Regions from separate parts of the Mus musculus genome. Here region 2 is linked to region 1. A link is a contact called in public Micro-C data. All regions are on one chromosome and are shown on one strand. The core of a region is the stretch at or near the end of the contact, and the rest is flanking DNA. Distances in the headings are between cores, read along the strand shown. Region 1 overlaps Ephb2 (Eph receptor B2). Region 2 overlaps Gm13010 (a long non-coding RNA gene).

The links. A called contact is a pair of places that touch in the nucleus more often than the background predicts.
Region 2: a contact with region 1 is called in a Micro-C map of embryonic stem cells, with 3 times the contacts expected there. The contact joins two enhancer-like sites.

The regions. Positions count from the first base shown.
Region 1 is chr4:136,753,182-136,757,514 of GRCm38.p6, forward strand. The region is part of intron 3 of Ephb2 (Eph receptor B2); the gene reads right to left. Among named protein-coding and RNA genes, the nearest start is that of Gm52708, 44 kb to the right of the region's middle. RefSeq lists an enhancer at 1,141-4,333. Within about 2 kb of position 2,445, at least 123 of the 459 cell types and tissues checked have an H3K27ac peak or open chromatin away from gene starts, as enhancers often do. A contact at or near this core is called in embryonic stem cells, where this site is marked.
Region 2 is chr4:137,458,443-137,462,775 of GRCm38.p6, forward strand. All of the region lies in intron 1 of Gm13010 (a long non-coding RNA gene), which reads right to left. Among named protein-coding and RNA genes, the nearest start is that of Gm13010, 6.5 kb to the right of the region's middle. Within about 2 kb of position 2,514, at least 9 of the 459 cell types and tissues checked have an H3K27ac peak or open chromatin away from gene starts, as enhancers often do. A contact at or near this core is called in embryonic stem cells, where this site is marked.

The sequences.
Region 1 (4,333 bases), core at 1,195-3,694:
CTCCAGGCCCACCTCCCACCACCACTGTGGCACGTGAGATAAACAGAGACAGAAGAGGTCTGTGCCTGGTCAGGGCACAGAGGGGACTGGAAATGAGCTGAAACAAGACTGTCAGCAAACACTCAGCACACGGGCATTGGGGAGACACAGGCCTGGCCAGCCGTCTTGTAGGTCTGATCTGAAGATAAGGAGACTCGGGTACATGCATGCGTGCGTGCGTGCGTGCGTGTGTGCGTTCACGTTTGAGCATACCATGCCCCTCCTCAAGGGAAGCTTGGGGTACATCCTAGCCCCAGTATGGATACAGAGCATGGATGCTCTATGTAGCAGCTACAACTTTCCCCAGGCCATGGCCTGCCCGAGTAGGCAAGCAGCTCCTTAGAGTCTCTGAAATGATGGGGAAAGGGCTGAGAGGAATATAGATGGAGGAGAGACAGCAGGTTGGGGAGGCAGAGAGAGGAAGGTTGTCTAGAAACCCTTTTGGGGAGACCCCAAAAGAGAAGGGGGGAAACCGAGGGAGGCCACGAGAGGAGGGAGGGTGGGTCAAGTTCTGAAAGAATGGAAATCTGGCTGGGAAAAATGTCTAATTCCATACAGGGCCGTGTGGGGTCTGCAGAATGATGGAGAATGGGAGGGGACAGGAGGAGAAGCAAGTCTTAGGAGCCAGCTGGGAAGAGATGGATCTGGGTACCATGAGTGTTTCAGAGTATGACTGGGGTGTATGCCCGAGCCAAGGCAGGTGTGGGCAGGAGGGCAAGCTCTTTTGGGTCCACAAACTCTGCCTGTTTATATCCCTAAGAACCAAGAACCCTAAGAACCAAGCTGCAGGCTTGTTTCATATTCAATATATCTTGTGCTCACAGGATGGGAGTGGTGTAAATAATTTGAGGGGAGACGGGAGAATTGGTGGACTTCATTCACCATCCTTCCACCCATCTGTCCATTCTCTACCCACAGATCGCCTCCTGTTTCTAAGTCTGCAGTAATAATCTCCTGCAGACCCAGCACACGGGCAGGTCCTGTCCTGAGCATGGACGTGGCTACTGTTTGTTCACTGTAAGATGGGGTGTAATCCCAACACCCAAGGCTTGTTGAAGGCCAGGCAGCATGCTAGGACACGGCCGTCTCTGCAACCACATTGTGGCTTCCTACCCACTGTCCCACCCCTTGGTGACTCTTATTTCTCTAGTAAGACCCTGGGTGTTCAAAGGCTGCCAACTCAGCCATACCCTGTGGGTGGCCACAGCTGTGCAGCCTGCTGGGGCGACGGGCTGGGTGAGCCCTGCCCAACCTTGGCAGCTGTGGAATGAGCATAGGGGGGCACGCACCCACCCCTAGATGCCCCACACCTGCCCTGTCTCCCAAGCCTTGAATACCCAGGCTATTTCTGCCTGTCCACTGCGTCTCGGCTGGGATACTCTTTCCTCCAAGAAGATCTCTGGGCTGATCATGTTGGATTCGGCCCCATCTCTACCTCCTAGACAGTCCTGTGGGTCCTCCTTGTCTTCAATCTCCCTCAAGAAACCCTGTCTTCCCTTCACTGGGTCTCTTTGTCTCCCCCCACCATGAATCCCTGGAGGTAGGGGCCAGGTTGGATTGGTACATCCCCAATAGCCTGGCACACTGTAGGGTGTTTGCTGGACCCTAGACTGAGCATTCCGCCAGATAGATCCCCCCCCACCCCCCGGCTGCTTGCTTTGAGGATCACATCAACTTATTAGGACTGGCCTCTGGGATATCCAGGGAATTGTGGATGAGTCTAGGGATACAGGGGTAGGGACTAGGGAGAGGAATGAAAAAGGCTGGCTCAGCAAGGAGCTGCCCTTGTATCCTTGAGGCAGATCTTTCTCATCTGGAAGCCTAGGTTTTCTCAGTTGTGGGCCTGGATGAGACAACTTTCTACCCAGGTGTCTGGGGGAAGGGCCTGGAGTTTGGTTTGGGCTTCTGGTTGTACTAAGGCAGAAGCAGAAGTGTCAAGAAGTCTATCAGCCCTCCCATGACTCGCCCTTCTGAGCCATACGCAAAGTGCTTTGCAAATGAAAATTCAAGATGTAACCAGTCAATGCTCCCAAGCCCGTCTTGAGCAGGAATTTTGCTTTCCCCTTTGCCTCCACCATACAGTGAACAGCCCTCAACACGCCAGCCGGCTCCACTACCCAAGCTTCAAATCAGCAAGCAAATAAACCTAACTAACTCCAGCCGGCCTCCCGAAGTGCCCCCTGCAGGAGGTGGCCCATTCCCCTCCAAGGCTAGTCTGTCTCCAGCCCCTTCCTTCCTCTTCCCCAAGCAGGACTCAACCGCCCCCCCAAGCTGCCCCCCTCTTCTCTTCTCCATTGGGACGTGACATTCACCAGCGTCACTCCTGGTCTCATCTGCGGAGCGCCCCACCCCCGGCAGCTAATCCCCACAAAGCCCCGCGTTGGGCCCAGCATGACAAGCAGGCCCCAGCCGCCCGCGGCTCGGCCGAGCGTGCTCGCAGGGGCCGAGGCGGGATTCGGCGCGGCTGTCACTCTCGCCTTCCGCGCCTCTAATTGGATTCGCAACACGCAGAGGTCAGCAGAAACGCTATGGAGAGGAGAATCAAAGGGAAGGGGCGTCCGGATATAAAGAGAGGCATTCTTCCCGGGCCACAAAGACGGCAGCCCGCGGGGGCGGAGGGGACCCCCGAGAGGGGCTGCCCATCTGGAGGGGGAAGGGGAAGGAAAGCGCAAGGGCCGGCTTCTCCTACACCTCCCATGACTTGTTTGGGTCTTGGGCTTGGTCACCATCCTCTCCGCTGAATGGAGTCTGGATGGCATTCGGGTCCTGCTGCAGGGGATGTGGATTTTTTGAAGATGGATTTGGGGAAGCTCGGGAATCAGCCACATGGGCTCCTGGCTTTCCACCTGCTCCCTGGGAGATGCAGCGGGTCCTCCCAGGGCTGTAGGCCTTAGTCTTCTCTTCCGTGGAATAGGACACCACCAGCTGCTCTTGCCTGGTGGTGTGGAGCAAAGGGCCCTCGGCAGGGGCAATTCATGCATCCCGCCCTTCTCAACACGCCCATGCCTGTACAGAATCTCTCAATACCGAAAGCAAAAGGATTTTATTCATTCCACTACGGCCGAACCATCCCTGGCCTGGGCAGAGACGACTATACCCCCGTGCCTTTTTATCTCACAGGGACCCGGAGGGTCAGTAAGGAACTAGAAAAGGTTTGAGTCTGGACTGGAACCTGTGTGCTCTCCTGTATGGGCTCTGTGTATATGCTCTCGAGTGCAAGCACACACATATTCTCTCTCTCTCTCTCTCTCTCTCTCTCTCTCTCTCTCTCTCTCTCTCTCTCTCTCTCTCTCTCTCACACACACACACACACACACACACACACACAGAGTGCCAGTAGGGGCTGTAGGCAGCCTGGGACCAGCCTTGCTGCAAAGCAGGCCTTGTTTGCTTTAAGAATGTTGGCTGTACTGACTCTGGCTCATGAAAGAGACAAGAGGAGGAACTCAAAGGGAATTTCTAAGCGACAGAAAAATCGATGGCCCTGACATCCTGGCCCCTGAAAGAGTCTCTATCTCACACACATGCATGTGCATGCTACCTCAGTCAGTGAGCGCACACATACTCACAAATACCTATTTTCAAGTGCGTGTATATTATGTCTGGCTTGATACAATATACACACGGACCCAGGAATAAATAAAGATCTTGTCGGTGGGTGTGCATCTGTGCAGACACCTCCCTGTGCCTGTGTGGCAGCACCACACACAAGGACCCTGACAGCATCCCATAAAGAATGGACACACATGCTCCTATCCATACACGTCTGGCAAACTCAGCAGTCATGAGTGTGCTCCTTCCTGCACATACATGTGCAAGGCAAAGCCAGGCAGACACGAATATGGGTTGTCATGGTTCACAGTGCGCTCCAGAGCCACTCACACAGTAAAGGGCATGTGAGCAGCCTATGCCTGACACACAGGCCAGGGATTCGCTATATTTGCAGATGCTGGGGTAGTGGACGGCTTGTACATGTGGGTACACAAACATGCTCCCAGAAGGCTCAGCACATACGTATGCAGAAGGGGGCTCTTCTGTATTGATCTGGGTCTCTGGGGAACTCCCCTAGACAGACACTCTTGACAGAAGTGAGTGGGGGAGGGTAGCTAAGGGCCCAGGTTGCCAGGGAGACGGCTGTGGGGCTTCAGGGGTTCCCAGAGCTCTCATGCCTGTCCAGGCAGTGCAAAAAATGCCAGCAAGCACTCCTGAGCCTTCCAAGTTTGCCCATCACACAGAGATGGGGTGAGAGAGACAGGAGTCTGTTTTCCTCTTAAGGAGCCAGTATAACCCTTAT
Region 2 (4,333 bases), core at 1,264-3,763, 710 kb after region 1:
GTCCCAGGCACCCGGAAAGGGAGTGGCAAGGACTTGGGCTGACATCTGAGGCACCAAGCCAACGCACCTGGCTGTGCTGAGCCGTTTAATCACCACGGTGACGCTTTAAGGGAAGCACTATTGCCATTTTACAGCAATAGGACACCGTGGCACAGAGGGACCAGGTGTGGATGATTTCCATAAGGTGCCCGGAACTCAGTGGCTTTCAAAGCCAGGCATCATAAATCACCAGAGGGCACTGCATCTGGGAAGGGTACCCGCCGTCATAGTTATCTTCATGACTACGTTGTGAAAGGAGTAGGTGCTCTGCAAGTGCACACAGTGGGTGCACAATGTGTGCTACACATTATCACAGGACTCAGCACATAGTAGGTGCTCAGATCAAGTTTGCCTATTGGCTGGGGATTTGATTGTATCATGTAGAGATAGGATCACTGCCTTTGATCTGAATTGCTTCCCGAGATGGATACTCAGTACTCACAAGCTCATAGAAACTAAGCATACTTTCGAAGGTTCCCTGCTCCTGGAGCCACAGAAGGTTCCCCCTCCCCCGCCCCAAGAGCACAGTTCAAGCCACACATCTGCAGGGTCCATGCAAACAGGAAACAGCATGTTGGCAGCTGAACAATGCAGTGGCCTGATGTGCCATCTTCCTCCTGCAGTGGGAGGACAGCTGGTGTGTCAGCACAGCTTGGGGGGTGGTCGAGAAAGTCCTTCCTACCTGTTGAAATGTGCCACTGCTCATGCCAGGGTTGAAACAAGCTCTCAACTCTGTGTCCTGCTGCACTCCCCCAGCCCCGCAATGATTTATCTGTGTGTACTTGAGCTTGTGAACAAGTCCCAGGGTACACTCGTGCAGGTCAGAGGACAAATGTCAGGAGGTCTCTCCTATCAAGCAGATCCGGGGATTGAACTCGGGTTGTCAGGCTTGGTGGGAAATGCTCTACCTGCTGAGCCACCATGCTGCCCCTATTGAATAGCGAGACATGGGGAGAGGAACTTGGCTTCCAAAATACAATGAATTGGACAAATCATGGGCGATGTTTAACTGAAGGAGGGATTGCTACTCCACCAAGGGATTGTTACTCCACCTGGACCATGCTCTCCTTGCTCCCCACTTTCTTCTCATTTTGAGACAAGGTCTCACCGTGTATCTCTGGCTGGACTCAAACTCTATGTTCACTATGCTGGCCTGAAACTTGTCTTGATCCTTGTGCCTCTGTCTCCCACGTGCTGGGATCAGAGGTGTGTAACACCACACTGTGCGTCAGTGTCAGGGTATCTAGACAGGGCAGAGGAAGCCTGCAGCAGGTGCTTCCCAGAAAGTAGTAAATAAAAGGACAATTTCCTCAGAAGCCACCATCCATCTTAGATGTGATCTCCAAGGTCCTGTTACGTGACACTACAGGAACAGGAGCATAATACTGTGATTGATTGATTGATTGATTGATTGATTGATTGATTTTACACTAAAAGCCATTTACAGTGGACATGGAGATGCTACTCAGTCAGCAGAGGACTTGCCTAGCATACGTGCAGTCCTGGGCTAAGTCTCTAGTACCTCAAAGAGCTCAGCATGGTGGCACATGCCAGTAATCCCAGCACTTGAGACACAGACAAGAGGGCTGGGGTTCAAGGTCATCCTTGGCAATATGAGGAGTTTGAGACTAGCTTGTGCTACGCAAGACCCTGTCTCAAAAAAATGTAAAAAATGTTTAGTGTTGTCCTTTATGAACAGAGAACTTGGTACCACAGTTCCAGGAGTCTGAAAAACAAATACAGGTTGGGGATTTGATTTGGTTTGGGTTTTGATGTTTTTGTTTGTCTGGGTTTTTTTGTTTGGTTTTGTTTTGTTTTTCGAGACAGGTTTTCTCTGTGTAGCCCTGGCTGTTCTGGAACTCACGTTGTAGATGAGGCTGGCCTCGAACTCAGAAACCTGCCTGCCTCTGCCTCCCAAGTGCTGGGATTAAAGGAGTGCGCCACCACGCCCGGCTGTTTTTTGGCTTTTGAGGAAGGATCTCTTGTGTAGCCCTGGCTAAAACTCACTCTGTAGACCAGGTTGGCCACAAACTCAGAGATCTGCCTGCCCCTGCCTCCTGAATACTGGGATTACAGGCATGTGCCACCTCCAGCCCATCTGGAAATACATTTTCTTTTTATTGCTAGTGTGTGTCCCAGATGCTCATTCTATTCCCGGCCCCTCTAGGCCTCAACCCACCCATCCCTCACCACTCAGCTCCATCGCATTCTCTCCTGCTTGTTCTGTCTATGTCTGGGACTAGAACTCCACTTCGTCCGAAATCACACCCATCTCCTCCTGAGTTGAGGTTTACAGGGGGGAGAATAACAACGACAACCAAAGGCCCTGCTCCGCTCCGGGCTACGTCGCTCTCCACATTTTCGACCAACTTTTCCTCTGCTTCATGCACAGCCCTCCCCCGCCCCCAAACCCCTCCAGCCAGGCAGGAATTTCTGGGGAACAATTGAACAAAGCCGGGAACTTGGAGGGAGAAGTCACAGGACATTCCAAAAGGATTTCTCTCAGGCTGCAAAAGACAACATGCAAGAACAGTACAGAGAGCTCACAGCCTTGGAAAAGACAATCCCGAAGGAAAGAGACGGAAGGGCGATGCGGATCGGAGGAAGGAGCAAGGGGGCCAGGGGTCAAGAGGCCCATGCTGAGGGTGGTGGGGCTACTTTTCCTGCCACCTGCGTCCCTGTAGGCCCATCTTTCTGGCCTCACCTGCGTCCCTGCAGGCCCATCTCTCTGGCCTCACCTGCATCCCTGCAGGCCCATCTCTCTGGCCTCAGATTTGTGGTTCTAAAAAAACGGAGGGAGTCATAACAGTAAACTCGTGGATGGACAAAAAGTCACTACCAGGATACTTGCTCAGTCATGAAGCCCTGCAGACAGGACAAAGACCCAGCGACCTGGGAGGGTGAACCACACCCACAGGGTGTCCCTGAGATATATCATCAAGTCATTGAATTTTAGAGAGATTTTGCACACGAGTTGAGGATGTAGCTCAGTTGGTAGAGTTGCTTGCCTAGCCAGTACAAAGCCCTAGGCTTGACCCCCAGCTCTGAATACACAGCCACAGTGGCCCACAACTGTAACTCTAGTCCTTGGGAGGTGGAGGCAAGAGTATCCAAAATTCAAGGTCATGCTTGGCTACACAGTGAATTCGGAGCCAGCCTTTGAGACGAGAGTCCCTGTTGCAAAAAGGAGGGGTGGGAAAGAAGGGATGAGATCATGGGAAGGTGTGGAGAAAGTGTCACCCAACATCACTAGTTCACAAATTACCGATGCATCCCGTCCATCATTAGAAGCTTGCTCCCCCCAACCCTGTCTAGAGATGCCAGTAGACATGGATGAGGCCCTGGGTTCTCTCCACAGTGACAAGAGAGAAAGATGGACAGATGACGATGGCTCCTGACAAAATAGAAGTCTTTGTGCTGTTTCCAGTCCTGGGAAGGAAGGATTGCAACGAGGGAAACATCAGCTGGGCAAGAGAACATGCTCAGAGCCACTGTTGATTGATGTACTGGAGCAACAGCTCCTTATCTCAGACTCGTATAAACAGTGTGGGGGCTGGCACCGATGCACAGATTCATTTTTAAGTAGCCTCGGTCTTTACCGACACATAGAACTGTGTTTACAAAGAGAGTGTTAAGTGAGAAAAGCAAGCCGAAGGAGCTAACCGAGCTCGCTAGCACACGTACAGCAAGGGACCATTGCCTGCTCTGCCTGGAGAAGGGTCAAGGACATTGGTGGCAGGCCAACTCTTGGCCCAATAGAAGCTTTCTAGGCTAATGCTGGGTCTTGTGGGTGGGAATGTGAGGGGGTGGATAGGGCCCCCAAGAATTCCAGCCTGACTAAAGCGGTTTGGGGGATGGGAGCCGTGGTGATGGGATTGAACCGATAAAGAGCGTTTTATGGTCAGCTCAGCAGCCGGATTCTGGAGTGGCATTCATAAACCACAGCCTAAACAACACATGCCCTGTGAGGTGTTACAAGTTTCCCCCACAAAAACAGGTGGGGCCTGTTCACACACGTGTCGAGGAAGGACAGATTAAATAGGTCAACAACTCACTTAAGACTTGTGTAAATACTTTCCCTGTGTCAGCATCCCGGGAGCTGGTCACCATGTGGGAAAGAATGCAGGCCTTCCAGGTAGGTGAGATGGCTCAGCCTGCCACCACCAAACCTGACAACCATCTCTGGGGCCCAAGTGGTGGAAGAAGAAAACTGAGTCCTGAAAGTTGTCCTTTGACCTCCACATGTGTGCCACGCCTCCACAATAAAAATGTAATAATAAAAAATAACATCTGG